Regions from separate parts of the Zea mays genome. Here regions 1, 2, 3 and 5 are each linked to region 4. The links are chromatin contacts, called in public Hi-C maps. All regions are on one chromosome and are shown on one strand. Each heading gives the region's core, a stretch centred on a gene start, on an enhancer-like site or on the middle of the called end of the contact. The rest is flanking DNA. Distances are from core to core; before and after follow the strand shown.

Region 1 (2,700 bases), core at 120-2,619, 230 kb after region 4:
AAATCACCGAAACAGGTACCGAACTAAACCGATTTAGCCAAAAAAATTTGGTTAACTGATTTTTTTTTGTGAGCTATTTGATGAAGGATGACAGTTATGTTAAATAAAATTTATTCTGAACATGTTTGGATCCCACGAGCTAAGTCAAATTGACTAAAAAAATGACTAAATTTTACTCACCTCAAAAAAAACTTTTTTACAGCCCATTACTTGATGGTTTATATAAAAAAACAAATTACTAAAAAGTAAAGTTATAAATTTCGATATGTTTTTGTGAGCCTGCAAGTGGTGGATGTGAGGAACTGCAGAAGAAGACGTTTGCATTCGAGATGTACACATTTTTTTTCCGAGCGCGGGGCGAGACGAGGAAAAGGACAGGGGTGGGATGGAAAGTGTGCTTTACGTATGATCCATTCGTATGACTGGAGTATAACCAACATTAACCTACGGTTGTGGTCTCTTGTTCTGAACTAATAAATTACGAGTTATCAGATGACTATAATCGTACCTGAGTCTGTTATTGGAGTGATACGTGTAGTAGTGCTCAGGATGGGATATGAGTGCGAGCGGGGAGGGACTAGGGGTATAAACAGGAAAGGATAGGTTTTAGTCAGTTTTAACTTCTCCTTGGGGTAGGAGATAATATGTGATTTATCATCTAGATGGACGGTTCACAGTCATTTAAAAAAATACCACATCAAATCTCTCTCGGGGCTTGTTCGGTTATTTTCAATCCATATGTATTGAAGGAAATTGATATGAATTAGGAGAAATTTTAACTTACTAGGAATTGAAACTCACTTAATTCATATGAATTGAGATAGAAACGAACATGCCCTCATCGGTCCTACAGTTGGGAGTATAGGCCAAGCATAAAGCCATTCACTGCATTATCTATTTATCGTCGTTATAATCCGCTACACTGCACGACCACACGAGATATAGGAAGAATATTTATATAAAGGTCAAGCGATGGTTTGCTCAGTAAAGTTAAAAAATAAAAACTCATGTGCACCACGGACACACTCAAACAATGATGCCAGAGCACTGGAGCAGAGCAGAGCCGCTAGGCAATACCTTCCTTTCTTTCTTTCCATGCAGAGGTAGCCCTTCGCCTAGGAGATTGAACGAAGATGCAAAAGACCGCATCGCATCAGAAAGGTCTCTGAAAAGGGGATAGCATTTCCTTGCACTTGCATTGCATCTTTTTGTTCCTTGCTGCCGCGACACCACCAAGAAACAGAGAGCCTTTTTTTTTGGTTTTCCCTTCCAGGAGGACGAACAACACGTCAGCACTACTCGCAGTCCCATCTTCGCCCCCCGCGACCCGCCCACTATATAAAACCCGCCTCCCCACCCATAGGCCCACACCACCAAGAAAAATAAATTCAGAGAAAGGAGGAAGGGAGACTGGGAGAAACAGACAGGAAGGAGCCCATCCGCGTCTGCCTCCACCCCTCGGCTCCCAGAGTCCCCGCTAGCCAAGCCCCCACATGGCACCACCGCCCGCGGGCCTCGTGCTCGTGGCTCTGCTCGCGCTGGTCCTGGCGCTGGCGCTGGCGCCGGCGCCGGCGCGCGGGGACAAGCCGGCGAGGGGCGGGGCGTCCAGCTCCATCGCCGCCGGGGCGGAGACGGAGCCGTCCTCCGCCGTCTTCCCGCTCTACGGCGACGTCTACCCGCACGGGTGCGTCCCCTCCTCCGCTCTCCGTGCCCGCCCAATCTGTTATCTGTTTGCGCCCCATCCCATTCCCCCCTTCGCTGACTCCAACAGCCTCCGCGAACCAATCAACTGATTGCCACTCTTGGTTCCACTCGGGGGGCTCCCGTGGGTTTCCGCGCGCACTGCCGTTTTTATTCATCAGAAGAATTGTTTACTACTAGCAGTGATGTGATGATGGGGTCATCTCACCTTCTTTTGGAGAGTGAGATGAGATAGAGGATGGTTTTTTTATCAACTTGTTGAGAGAGACAGAGAGAGAGAGAGAGAGAGAGAGAGAGAGAGAGAGGGTGACCCAAAAAAAAAATCACGGTTTCTTTTACAGGTTGTACTACGTGGCTATGAACATCGGCAACCCACCCAAGCCATACTTCCTGGACGTGGACTCCGGCAGCGACCTCACCTGGCTGCAGTGCGACGCGCCCTGCAGGAGCTGCAACGAGGTACCCCCGCCCCGCCTTCTTTCGCCATGCCGGCCCATGCGTTCCATTGCTTCTAGCTGTCCTCCCATCGCTTCTTCTTGTTGTCGGTGCGCAGGTGCCGCACCCGCTGTACCGGCCAACAAAGAGCAAGCTGGTGCCATGCGTGCACCGGCTGTGCGCTTCCCTGCACAACGGGCTGACCGGGAAGCACAGATGCGACTCGCCGCACGAGCAATGCGACTACGTGATCAAGTACGCAGACCAGGGGTCGTCCACCGGCGTGCTCATCAACGACAGCTTCGCGCTCCGCCTCACCAACGGCTCTGTCGCTCGCCCCAGCGTCGCCTTCGGGTCGGTACACTACTACTTACCCTGTGCTGTGCGGTTAATAAGCTCTCTACAGCATTTGCAAAGCTAGCTATTAGATTCTTCAACTGTTTTTGTTTTTGTTTTTTTGTTTTTGTGCAGGTGTGGTTACGACCAGCAGGTCCGCAGCGGCGACCTGAGTTCGCCTACCGACGGCGTGCTGGGGCTCGGGACCGGCTCAGTCAGCTTGCTCTC
Region 2 (2,802 bases), core at 299-2,798, 200 kb before region 4:
ATGGCCGGGCGATTAATTAGTAGCTGTAGTTCTTGACGAACATTCCCTCCTTGGCCTCGGCGGCCTCGCCGTCGGAGGTGTACTTGCCGAGCTGCGCCAGGGAGTTGGCCTTGGCGCGCAGCAGCAGCGCGTCCTGCGCCGCCTTGACCTTGTCCGGCTGGCCGCCCCAGGTCTTGAGGCAGGTGTTCTGCAGCGCCCGCGCGTAGGAGAAGGACACGTGCCACGGGTTGGGCCCCTGGTTCATGGCGTTGAGGTTCTGCGTCGCCTCCACCTCCGACTGCCCGCCGGAGAGGAACATGATCCCGGGCACGGAGGGGGGGATCCGGCGGTGGAGGAGCTTGAGGGTGTACGCGGCCACCTGCTCCGGGGTGGCCCTGTCCTTGGCCTCCGCGCCGGGCGTCACCATGGACGGCTTCAGCAGGATGCCCTCGAACATGACGTTGTTCTCCGCCATGGCGTAGAAGGTTTCGGCCCACACCTTCTGCGCCACCTCGAACGTGCGCTCGATGCCGTGCTCGCCGTCCAGCAGGATCTCCGGCTCCACGATCGGCACAAGCCCGTTGTCCTGCATGCATGAAGGTCATGGCATGCAGGTTGCAGCCAATAATAATGGCAGGAGTAGAAACCAAATAAACCAACCAACCTGTGAGATGGCGGCGTAGCGTGCGAGCCCCCACGCGGCCTCCTTGACGGCGAGCTCGGAGGGGCCGTTAGGGATGCTGACGACGGTGCGCCACTTGGCGAACCGCGCGCCCTGCTGGTAGTAGGCGGCCTCGCGGGACGCCAGGCCGTCCAGGCCCTGGCACCACGACTCGTTGTTGGAGCCGGCGAGCGGGACAAGGCCCTTGTCCACCTTGATCCCCGGCACGATGCCCTGCTCCGCCAGGATGTCCACGATCTTGCGGCCGTCGACGGCGGACTGGTACAGCGTCTCCTCGAAGAGGATGGCGCCGGAGATGTACTGGCCCAGGCCCGGCGCCGTGACCAGCAGCGTGCGGTACGCCTGCCGGTTGGCCTCCGTGTTCTCCAGCCCGATGGACGCCAGCCGCTTCCCGCACGTCGCGTTCGACTCGTCCATCGCCAGGATGCCCCGCCCCGGCGACGCGATCGTTTTCTGTCCACACATACGTACGTACGTACGTATACACAGCATGCACACACGCACACTTGAGTTCGACAGCCGGAGGAGGAAGATGAAGAGATTAACCTAAGTACGATCGATGGAGCGTATAGTACGTACCGCGGTCTTCACGAGCTCATCGGCGTAGGCGGAGGCGCGGACGACCATGGAGACGGTGGGCGGCCTGGGCGCGGCGGCCTGCCTGGTGGCGCCCCATTCGGACTTCTTGGGAAGGAAGGAGGACTTGAGCACGGTGGCAGAGGCCATCGATCTCTTGTTGCTGTCACTCCTAAACTTGTGAAGAAGACTTGTGGTATGGCGGTATCCTAGCTAGCGAGGATCGGAGCTCAGCTAGCTCGATCACTCACTCACACTCAGGCTACCAGCCAGTGACACCGCAAGTTTCAGGTTCACTTGACACTCGTCTTCTTCTCCTTCCTTACCTTAGAGGGTGAGAGCATCTCCCATATATAAACAAGGAGGAGGCCTGCAGCACACCTGGCTAACCACGGCGCGCAACAGCACAAGGGGATATGAGTTGTGAGGCCGAGGTTGCCCTCTGGATTTCAGTGGCTGACGCGTCTTGCTGCCTGCCTCTCACTGCCTAGCTTGGCTCCAATCCAATCCTGTTGCTGTCACCAATCACAAGCTTTTCTTTTGTCCTGATCTTCTTCATGCTGGGGCTGCTGGCACACCACCATCTTTTCTGTAATTTCCGTCCTGTTTCACCTCTGCGACTCTGCATTGTATGGTTAAAACAAAAAGGGTTAAAGCTGCAACCAACGACGGGCCCTGCTGCGTGCAGCTCTGCCATGGGGAGTTGCTCGCCTAGAAAAGGGGTCGCCGGGACGGACAGGGACCTGCAGCAGGTTCTGTGGACGCACCTCGCCAGCCACTGCCGCCCGCCTGCGGTGGGTGATCTCTGATCTCCCATCCGTGGATCGGTTCGCACGCTCGGCTTGGCAACGGCGGCCGTAGTTTTTTTTTCTTTTCCTCGGCGGGTCTCTTGGGGGCTTGTGGCGATGGCAACGCCCCTGCTAGCTGCTGCGACTTGTTTGTTTGCCGTGTGCTTCGTCAGGTCTCAGGCACCGACACCAGGCTGCTGCTCTGGCTCAACTAAAGAACAAGAACGGGCATTCAGGACAGTCCAAGAAACCATGTTGCAGTCCTGCCTGCAGATCATCTTGTGCCACGACAAATGATACAGTGACCTTCGTATACGGAAGAGGACGAACTGTTCCTATCTTTCATTTGGTTTACATTACATCCAAGAAATCACATACAACTGTGCTGTCAACAAGACTACAAGAGTAAATATCTCTGCAGACTGCAGGAACACCTGGAGCACATCACTGGTTTAAGCACGCCATCAATGCATCTTCTGATGTTCTTTCACCACATCTAAGCAATGCGAAACATACACAGCAAAGGCCGAAGACATACACGTACTTTGTCACGTGAACGCAAGCAGGCAAGGATGAAGACAAATGATGAGTTTTGACAAATTATCAATCAGAAATAGGTTCATAGGAACATGTTTACAAATCTGTCGATGCTTCAAACACAGACCTAGGTGCCTACCTTATGGGGCACCAGCACATTTTTACACTGACAACAAAAATCAGTAATGGTACAAACCTGAAATCATCAACAACAATCGTGACAAGACAACGGGACTCCGT
Region 3 (2,700 bases), core at 169-2,668, 210 kb after region 4:
AAAGACAGCGTTAGAAATAAGAAATACACCCAAATTATCATAATGCTTTAGAGCATGATGAATCAATGGTGGATCCACATACCTATAAAAAATTCGAACCAATATGAGCTTTCAATGGCATCAGCAAACTGCTGGACCTTTTTAGCATCAAGCTCAAGTGTACAAATGAAGCCCTTCTCCACGTTTTCTAGACCAAAGTAACATTTATACAGTCAGTGAGACAAAAAAAAAGTTATACTTGCAGGAAAAGCACATACTAGATCAGCTTTCCAATAAACAGTAAATAAAGAAAAAGGATGAAATGGGAACAGTATGGGCATACTTAAGAACTTTATTTCAAGCTGACTATCAATCAGCTCATTTCCACCAAGGACCTCTCCAAGACCACCCCATTTATGTGTGGGGTTCTCAGACGGTTGACAAAATGGAAGGCTGTAATAGTTGTAGGTTTCTTGAGGATTATTGTAAGGGCCAACTTTATTCACCCAAAGCTTAACTGGCTCTTCAGTTTTGTACTGCATGTAAGAAGGATTAAAAGGAATGAGAACTTTTTGAGTTCAGAAAATATTTGCACGGCATGTAGGAAGCATAAAGAAAACAGCACTCAATCAGCAACAAAGATAAGCATCTAACAAAGGCGAGTGCACATAGTATATGTGGCATTCTTGATGAACAAAGATAAAAGCTAAGTGAGCATCGAAGCAAGAAAGGAGGGCAGTGCGTGGGCGCGCGCACACCAATACAAATGTCCTTAACCCCCAATGTACAAGACTTTTTCCCTTTAGCAACACTAAGCTCTATATTCCTATCATCCTATGCATCACAACCCAGAGCATGAGGAAACACCGCGGCCATCTGTACTCAAATTTCATAACGCATGAGCTATTGAGCTTTCCTCCAAAAGTGCCAGCATACCTATTTACCAGCACTCACACATCGAGCCATACTGCTCTAAGCCGTACCCCTGCTCTGAACGCGTCCTCGACTGCCGAACACTGGGAAGTCTCTCATCGCATCAGTCCCAATTGAACATCACATTAGAACAACCACGAGCGAGGAGCAGGCGCCACCAACCCAGCGTCGTGAGATCCGACGGATGGAGCGGTCCAGATCCAGAGCGACTCGAGCGATCTAACTGGGATGGATGCGAGCACAGACTTGGATCCGCGGCACGGAGAGGCCGCGGGGAAGGGTCGTGGGCACGCACCTTGTGGTCGGACTCGGAGGCGGAGGCGAGCGCGAGCAGTGCAGCGAGAGCTAGGGCCCTGCTGAGCAATAGGTGGCGGCCGCGGCCGCGGCCCCAGCCGCTGCCGGACGAGGGGAGCATGCCGCCGCCGGCGAGATCTGAGGAGAAGGACACACGAGTGTCGCGGTCCCGAGCCTTGGTTCAGCGTTCGGGTTGTGGCCCGACACGCCGACACTCACGAGCCAGCAGCTGGCTCCTCCGGGTCCGGAGCAGGGCGTTTTCTTCGCCGGGTGCGCGCTGGATTTGTCGAGAGATCGTGTGGCCTGTGACGTTCTGCCTCCGCGGCTTGAACGGTCTCTGATGTTGCTCAAGGATGCAGTCAGTGGACCGTTGACTTTGAGCCTAGACTAAGGGTATGTTTGAAAACACCAAATTTCTAAAAAAAAAACTGTTTATAGAAATTGAACGGTTCCAAATATAACAATTTATACCTTAGTTTATAAAAAATAGATGCACATTTCTTTAAAACGAATAAGTTGTTCTCTCATATCTAAAAGATAAAAACCAATTTCTTGCTTCCATAAGGGTCTCGTTTGGCAGAGCTTCGCTCCATGGTTCTCTAGCTCCGAGGGCTAATTCTCCAATAGAGTGATTCCAAATGATTCTCAAGTAGAAGCGAATCTATTTGACGAAAATCATTTGACAAATTGTGTGTGAAGTGATTCCTGAGGGGTTGGCCTGTGGGGAGCAGGTTGGGAGCAGCGGGAAACAAGTTTTTTTGGCTCCCACTTTCTAGTACAAAATGGATAGTAGATTCACTTCACTTCCACCATGAAGCAACTCAGTTTCTAGCCGTTTGGCTTTCTAGAAGTGATTCTCGCTAGGAGCAAAGCTGTGGGAGCTCTCCAAACACCCCCAAGATCTAAGAGCATGTCCAACAGTTTATCTATATAGTCACCCAAAACATCGTCTTGCACTTTTTTTATTATAAATGTTTGTAGAGTGGAGCTTGAATATGGGGATAGAGATGGATAAACTGTTGATGATAGTCTAAGACTGTCTGCCAAGTCACTACGTCAGCGCCTTCCCTCCACCTCTCCTCATTCGAAGGCTACAACTCCCTCTATCTAGAGAGATTCGAATTATATGACAAATCTAATATTTCAACATAGATATGTATATAATTTGGTGTTAATTTTTAGTCATGTTATTAAGAATAACATGAAGTATAGGAGTAAAATCTTGTACATTTTTTGCTCATTATTTTCTCCCTACAACAAAAAATGAAAACATCATATTTGTATCTGTATTCGAATTTTACATCAATTATTTAAAAATATATATGACAAATTTGAGGATTACTTTTTTATGAATATTAATAGACTCAATATTATAAATAAAAATCTAAATTTACATAGCAAATTATATGTGTTATTTATCCACAATGAAAAAATAAGACAAAAAAAATTAACATCCGAATAAGTATCCAGATTCATTCCTACTTCTATCACGTG
Region 4 (2,700 bases), core at 28-2,527:
TAGCAGAGACCTATATATATGAAGGGATTAGGCTAGTTTGTTAACGCTCGACATCAAAGTATTTCATTCATGTGCGTGTGGATACCATGGGGACGTTGTTGTTGCTGGTGCTACGGCGTTGATCAATAACAAACGTAAGGAGCATAAATGAACATATTGTTGCTGACTGCTTCCACTAAAATCGCGCCATAGACTTTTATGCAGCTGTGTGGTATATTAATTGCCGCAATTACAATGTACACCATACCTTTTAGCACTTTGTTGCATGTATCATAGACTTGTATTGTTACCAAAGTTTGCTATAAAAGCACGTCTTTAATTTTGCTCGTAAGAGCATCTCCAACAATGCCTCAAACTAGTGTCTTAAATTGAAATATATGGCTCTACACAGGAAAAACTACTCCAACAGTGTCCCATTTCATAAAATTTTGTCAAAAAACTATAGGGCACCCTCTCAAGTGACTCAAATATACTATACCGTAGTGGGCTGCCCTATAATCTAGATTTGGGGCTTTACTGTTGAAGCGAGATGTTTTGTTGGTGCCCTAAATTCTATAAAATATACTCATTTTTAAATTATAGGGCATTTTTATAGGTCACGTTGTTGGAGAAGCTCTAACATTTTGTATGACGACCATAGTTCACCTAAGGTTAGATATGGCAATGTTTGCTGGCGAACTATTAGGGCTTGTTTAGATCTATCAGTTGCTAATAGCTATTATCGCTAGCTTATAGATCATATCTAATATTAAACTACTATTAGCTAGTTTAGTGTGATATACATCTCGAGAGACTCTTCATTTTTTCTATCTATTTAACTATCTATTTGTCTTTTCATAAAGATTACACTTTATAGGTAGCATCCCACTTATCTAATTTGGTTAGTCATGTGGCTAGCTAAATTTGGCTAGTGAGAAAACTAATTTAGAGAGTTGAATAGATTGACGAGCCAGATAGCTAGTCCGTTGAAGCGTAAGATCGTAATATATCATACCAGACATACTTGCTCGTGTATGATCCACATCTTTTTTAGGATCCACATTGACCTTATGGCTCCTGGTGCGTGTCCCAAGCTAGCGGGATTCTAGCTACACGCACCAAGAGCACAAACAATCAAAGCTAGCGGAAGGCAAATCCTAGGTGATCGTAATAGCACGTCATTTGGCCACACAGATTCCGACGGTTATACGTACGCACAAAACCAAACCCACCTCGTGCCGCGCTTCCCAATCCTCTCCTCGGGCCGCTTCCCCATCTGCTGGGCTCCGCCCGCCATTAATTCCTGCCGTTCCCATCCATATCAAGCTTCCCCTTCAACCCCAAGCTCGCTCACAGGCCATATCACATGGTCCCGCTCGAGCCCCGCCGCTGACGCTGACGGATGTCCCTCGCGGGTGCGGGTGCGGCCGCGTTGCGGAAGCCCGCCACGTGGCGGCGCCCGGGCGGCCGCGGGGTGGCGCGGAGGCGCGTCGCGGTCGCCGCCCTGCTCCTCGCGCTCGCCTACGCCGGGGGGCTGCTCATGTTCCTGCTCGACGAGAGGCTATCCGGCGGCTCCGTGGGCGGGGCTGCGGCGGGAGGCCTGGGTCCGATGGTGACGGTGGCTTCCTCCGTCCGCCGCCGCCGCCCCCTCCCTAGCCCCGCGGACGCGCCCCCTCATGCTCAGCCCGGGTCGGTGTACCGCAGCCACCTCGTGTTCGAGCGTCTCTTGCCGGCCATGCGCGACGACGCCACGCTCGCCTCCTCCCTCTCCGCCTCGGCCTCGTGGCGCCGCACCATGGTGAGCGTTGCCTGCCGCTCCCGGTTCTTTGCTTGCTGCGGGCAAAGATTTCGGGTTCTCACGTGCCTTTTGTCTGCTTCTTCGCCCAAAAAAAACTCCCGGTCTCTTCACGGGGCGAATTTCAGCACGCTTTTCCTGCTTCCGCTCTGCAAATTCATAGGATGCGTCGGCAATGTGTTCTTGTTTCGTCGGGTCGTGTTCTTGTCGTGAGTTTTAGCTCAACATAAAACAAATGCTTCTTGTTTCTCGGGCCGCCCTGTGTTTCTTTTCTCGCCAGTTGGATTCTGGTGCGCATTTGTTCAGTATCTTATTATCTTATTTAACAATTAGTATTTCTTCGATGCTCAATAGATCAATTTACTCGCAAGTAGCAAACTGTCTCATAGCTGTATACTTTGTTAAACAAGGAACCTAATGCTTGCAGTTTAAGCCTCTTTGTTCCAAACAAGACAGGCTTCGAAATCGGATACCATCACCTGGAAGTCAATCAGTAAACTTCTGTTATTCAGTTTTTTTAATAACAAAATAGGCCTTACGTTCACATGTAGGTTACCTTATTGCATTGCCTCGTTTTGTCCGTTGTGGGAATTAATCTTTGATCATTTATCAGATGATTTTGCTCTTAAAATTAACAAATTATCGTTTTGTCATATGCAGCTAATGACATCACATTACCAAAATTCTGGGGACCCATGGATGCCTTGTGTCAACGGTAGGCTGACTCGATCAGGTACCATTTTGAAACCAGTGTACGGTTTCATTTCTCAATAACTGGGCGACCATAGATAGCCAAGGCATGGGTTTATGCCAATACTCATAGGTTAAATGGCGCTTTGGTCATCTGCAGAGTTGCCACCCTCAAATGGCTATCTCATGATAGAAGCAAATGGCGGTCTAAATCAACAACGGCTTTCTGTAAGTAC
Region 5 (2,700 bases), core at 93-2,592, 250 kb before region 4:
CTCGCATGTGCATCCGCAGGTTCGCGTCCCGCTTGAACCCTTTCCCGCAGATGGTGCAAAAGTGCGTGTGCGGCGCCAGTATCTCGTCCTCCTCCAGCTGCAGCAGCTCGTACGAGAGGCTGTCTCCGTCCTTGGTAATTTCCTGCTCCTCGACAAGAACGCCGTCGTCGTCGACCTCAATGCCGCCATCGGTCCATCCCTTGAACAGCTCCTCATAGTCTTCAGAAACGGTCATCGCATTAGGCACTAGGCTCGAGCTTGGGCCAACATGGTTAGCCATGTCCACGTGGCCAGCAGGGTGGGGGTGGCTGAGGAACGACGAGTTCTTCAGTGACGGGAGCAGGCTGCCGGCGGTGGAGATGAGCTGAACTATAAGGCATGTCAGGTCCGCGTTGACCACCTGCTGCTTCTGCTTCTGAGCCAGCAGCTCGCCTGCTTGGTGGTGGCACTGGACCTGCACCTGCCCGGCGTTGTCCACCATTGTGCGGATGACGTCCTTCACTTGCTGTATCTTCTCCTCGATGAAGGTGAGGTTGTCTAGCATCGTGGCCGGGTTCCAGTCCATGTGCGGGATGTTGGTGGATGGTGGTGAGGCGAACGGTGGTGGGTATTGCTGCTCAGTCCCCATGCCGAACTGGTAGTAGAGGTTAGCAGCTGGCTGACTATGGATGTGGTTATCCATTGCCGATTAGCTTTCAGAGTTCTCTGTGTTTTGAGTTGGGATCGGAGTCTGCAAAAGAAGATTTGAAACCCCAACGGTTCGGTTCGTCAGAACCTGCAGATCTGAACATCCATCGTTTACAGATAGTTAGGTGCATGTAAAAGGCACGAGTCATTAGTTGATTGATAATGGGTAGGAAATAGCACGGCATAGGAAATTTCAACATGTTAAATGGTTCGTACTTGTCAAGCCATGGCAACTAGTATTTGGACACAAAGGACAGAAGCAGGCACAAATTTGACAGGATTTGAGGGAAATACAGGTAATCAATTGCTCTCGTCTGGACGAGTCCCTCACGTCTGTTTGACCCAAGAAAGCCGTCCGCCCGTCCTTCTCTCTCTCTCTCTCTCTCGAGAGAGAGAGAGTCGAGAGATCTCCGCCCCTCGACCTCCGTCAACAGTACGATGACGCGATATCCAGACAGAAATTAAACCCTTAACGACTTGTTTCCAAGAAAATATAGCAAGAGGCGCATACCAGAGAGGATGAGGAGGAACCGGCCGCGGCGGAGGAGGGCGGCGGAGGAAGCAGGCGGGAGGCAAGAAGCATACTAGACGACGGAGGGAGGTGGGTGAGGGTTGGTCAAACTTGAGGAGAGGGAGGCGGAGCTCCCCAATCCAAGAACCAATCAGTCACACGGGTGTCCTACTATTGTTTACTCGGTGGCCTGTGAATAATTGCGTAGATTATTGGCTCGCTCCTGATCCATCCTCGGAGGCTGCTGCCCTGCTGATGCTCGTCGCCCGCTTACCATGGACATGGTCGTCACATGGCCATGTCAGAGACTAGACGATGCCTATGACCGTGTGATGCTACCATTGGCACGGTAATAGGCATCACGTGGAGATGGCAACGGTTATGTGTGACCTGATAACATATGTGTATTTAGGTATATATATGAGTTAATGTTGTATCCATGGGTCTATTATTAGATAAAATCTTCACTGAACCGATAAATGGGTATTAGAATATTCCGTCCTCACTCATACCAGTTAACTCATGGGTATAAAATACCTAGTGTAAACTTAGCTCAAAAGCATGAACTTGAGTTTTAGTCATCTATCTTTTTTACTATTTTCTTTTTTACTATTTAACAACATGTCATAGAAGTTTTAACGACTATTTAATGACCATGTAATGGAACATTTAATGTGCTATATGGTACTATCATAATATTGCTTCTTTATCCAACTATCTTTGGTATTGTTGAATGGATGATTAAATGATGCTAGTAATGGTATTTATTTAGATATACTTGACATTTATATAATGTATCATTTTAAAAGTGTTTAATCTTTGCGGGTATGAGTGACCCATAACCACATGTGTATAGGGGGTAAATTTATACCCACCTGTAGATATGGGTGATTCAATATAATTATTTTTTTATCGTGGATATGAGTGTAGGATAGTAATAGCCGCATTGACATAGATTGATTACACTCTCTTTATCATACATGATCGACCGATATACTGGTGCTAATCCAGCAGTATAGTTACTAGTGATACGACGGTTTATCAATCCCCATTCTGCTCTGTATATTAAAAAAAGTATCGTTGCGTATGGAACTTCTCGTAAGAAATTTTAACATCTGAACGGATGGTGAAGGTAGTGTTGAGCACCATTTTGAGCCGTCAGACGGTCCGTCTCTGGGGTCGGACCGTTCGCGCCTGTGGTTCAGATGATCCGCGCGCGCGCCAAACCAGTTAGAGTTCCGAGTTTCTTGCTACAGTTGTTGGCTAGATTCACGGAATTAGCTCGGGAAATCTGTTTGTAACGGGTCCAGTCCCCCTCCTCTATAAATATAGAGGATTACAGCCGATTAAGCATCAACAATCGAATCAATAATAAATTTATCTCGCATTTATTTCTTGTACATTTAGGAGTAGTTCTAGTTTAGTCTTCTAATCCTTAAATTCTCTGCTTCTCTTCAACTCTACGTCGATTAGAGGAGTCTAGGTCGACCTGCCGAGCCTAG

Evidence for each region. A called contact is a pair of places that touch in the nucleus more often than the background predicts.
Region 1: a contact with region 4 is called in a Hi-C map of leaf, with 6 times the contacts expected there. The contact joins the promoter of LOC100193320 here to the promoter of LOC100193539 in region 4. A contact is called at or near these places in 3 of 25 Hi-C or Micro-C datasets (bundle sheath and leaf).
Region 2: a Hi-C map of leaf mesophyll shows a contact between it and region 4, with 5 times the contacts expected there. The contact joins the promoter of LOC100273196 here to the promoter of LOC100193539 in region 4. A contact is called at or near these places in 5 of 25 Hi-C or Micro-C datasets (bundle sheath, ear, endosperm and 2 more).
Region 3: a Hi-C map of tassel shows a contact between it and region 4, with 3 times the contacts expected there. The contact joins the promoter of LOC100501115 here to the promoter of LOC100193539 in region 4. A contact is called at or near these places in 5 of 25 Hi-C or Micro-C datasets (bundle sheath, ear, endosperm and 2 more).
Region 5: a contact with region 4 is called in a Hi-C map of ear, with 1.9 times the contacts expected there. The contact joins the promoter of LOC100282635 here to the promoter of LOC100193539 in region 4. A contact is called at or near these places in 3 of 25 Hi-C or Micro-C datasets (bundle sheath, ear and tassel).

Annotation. Positions count from the first base shown.
Region 1 is chr10:10,479,236-10,481,935 of Zm-B73-REFERENCE-NAM-5.0, forward strand. It overlaps LOC100193320, which reads left to right and starts at 1,370. Exons shown (of 8, transcript NM_001158644.2): 1 at 1,370-1,684; 2 at 2,043-2,160; 3 at 2,255-2,490; 4 at 2,608-2,700. The coding sequence starts at 1,494.
Region 2 is chr10:10,047,245-10,050,046 of Zm-B73-REFERENCE-NAM-5.0, forward strand. It overlaps LOC100273196, which reads right to left and starts at 1,549. Exons shown (of 3, transcript NM_001147640.1): 1 at 1,241-1,549; 2 at 644-1,114; 3 at 1-565. The coding sequence starts at 1,387. The coding sequence ends at 17. LOC103640839 (calcium-dependent protein kinase 28) reads right to left here. Exons shown (of 7, transcript XM_008664303.4): 7 at 2,599-2,802.
Region 3 is chr10:10,453,704-10,456,403 of Zm-B73-REFERENCE-NAM-5.0, forward strand. LOC100501115 reads right to left here and starts at 1,419. Exons shown (of 12, transcript NM_001362174.1): 1 at 1,208-1,419; 2 at 323-515; 3 at 83-187. The coding sequence starts at 1,327.
Region 4 is chr10:10,248,150-10,250,849 of Zm-B73-REFERENCE-NAM-5.0, forward strand. It overlaps LOC100193539 (O-fucosyltransferase family protein), which reads left to right and starts at 1,278. Exons shown (of 10, transcript NM_001358825.1): 1 at 1,278-1,777; 2 at 2,435-2,507; 3 at 2,625-2,692. The coding sequence starts at 1,382.
Region 5 is chr10:9,997,069-9,999,768 of Zm-B73-REFERENCE-NAM-5.0, forward strand. It overlaps LOC100282635, which reads right to left and starts at 1,343. Exons shown (of 2, transcript NM_001155543.1): 1 at 1,199-1,343; 2 at 1-730. The coding sequence starts at 682.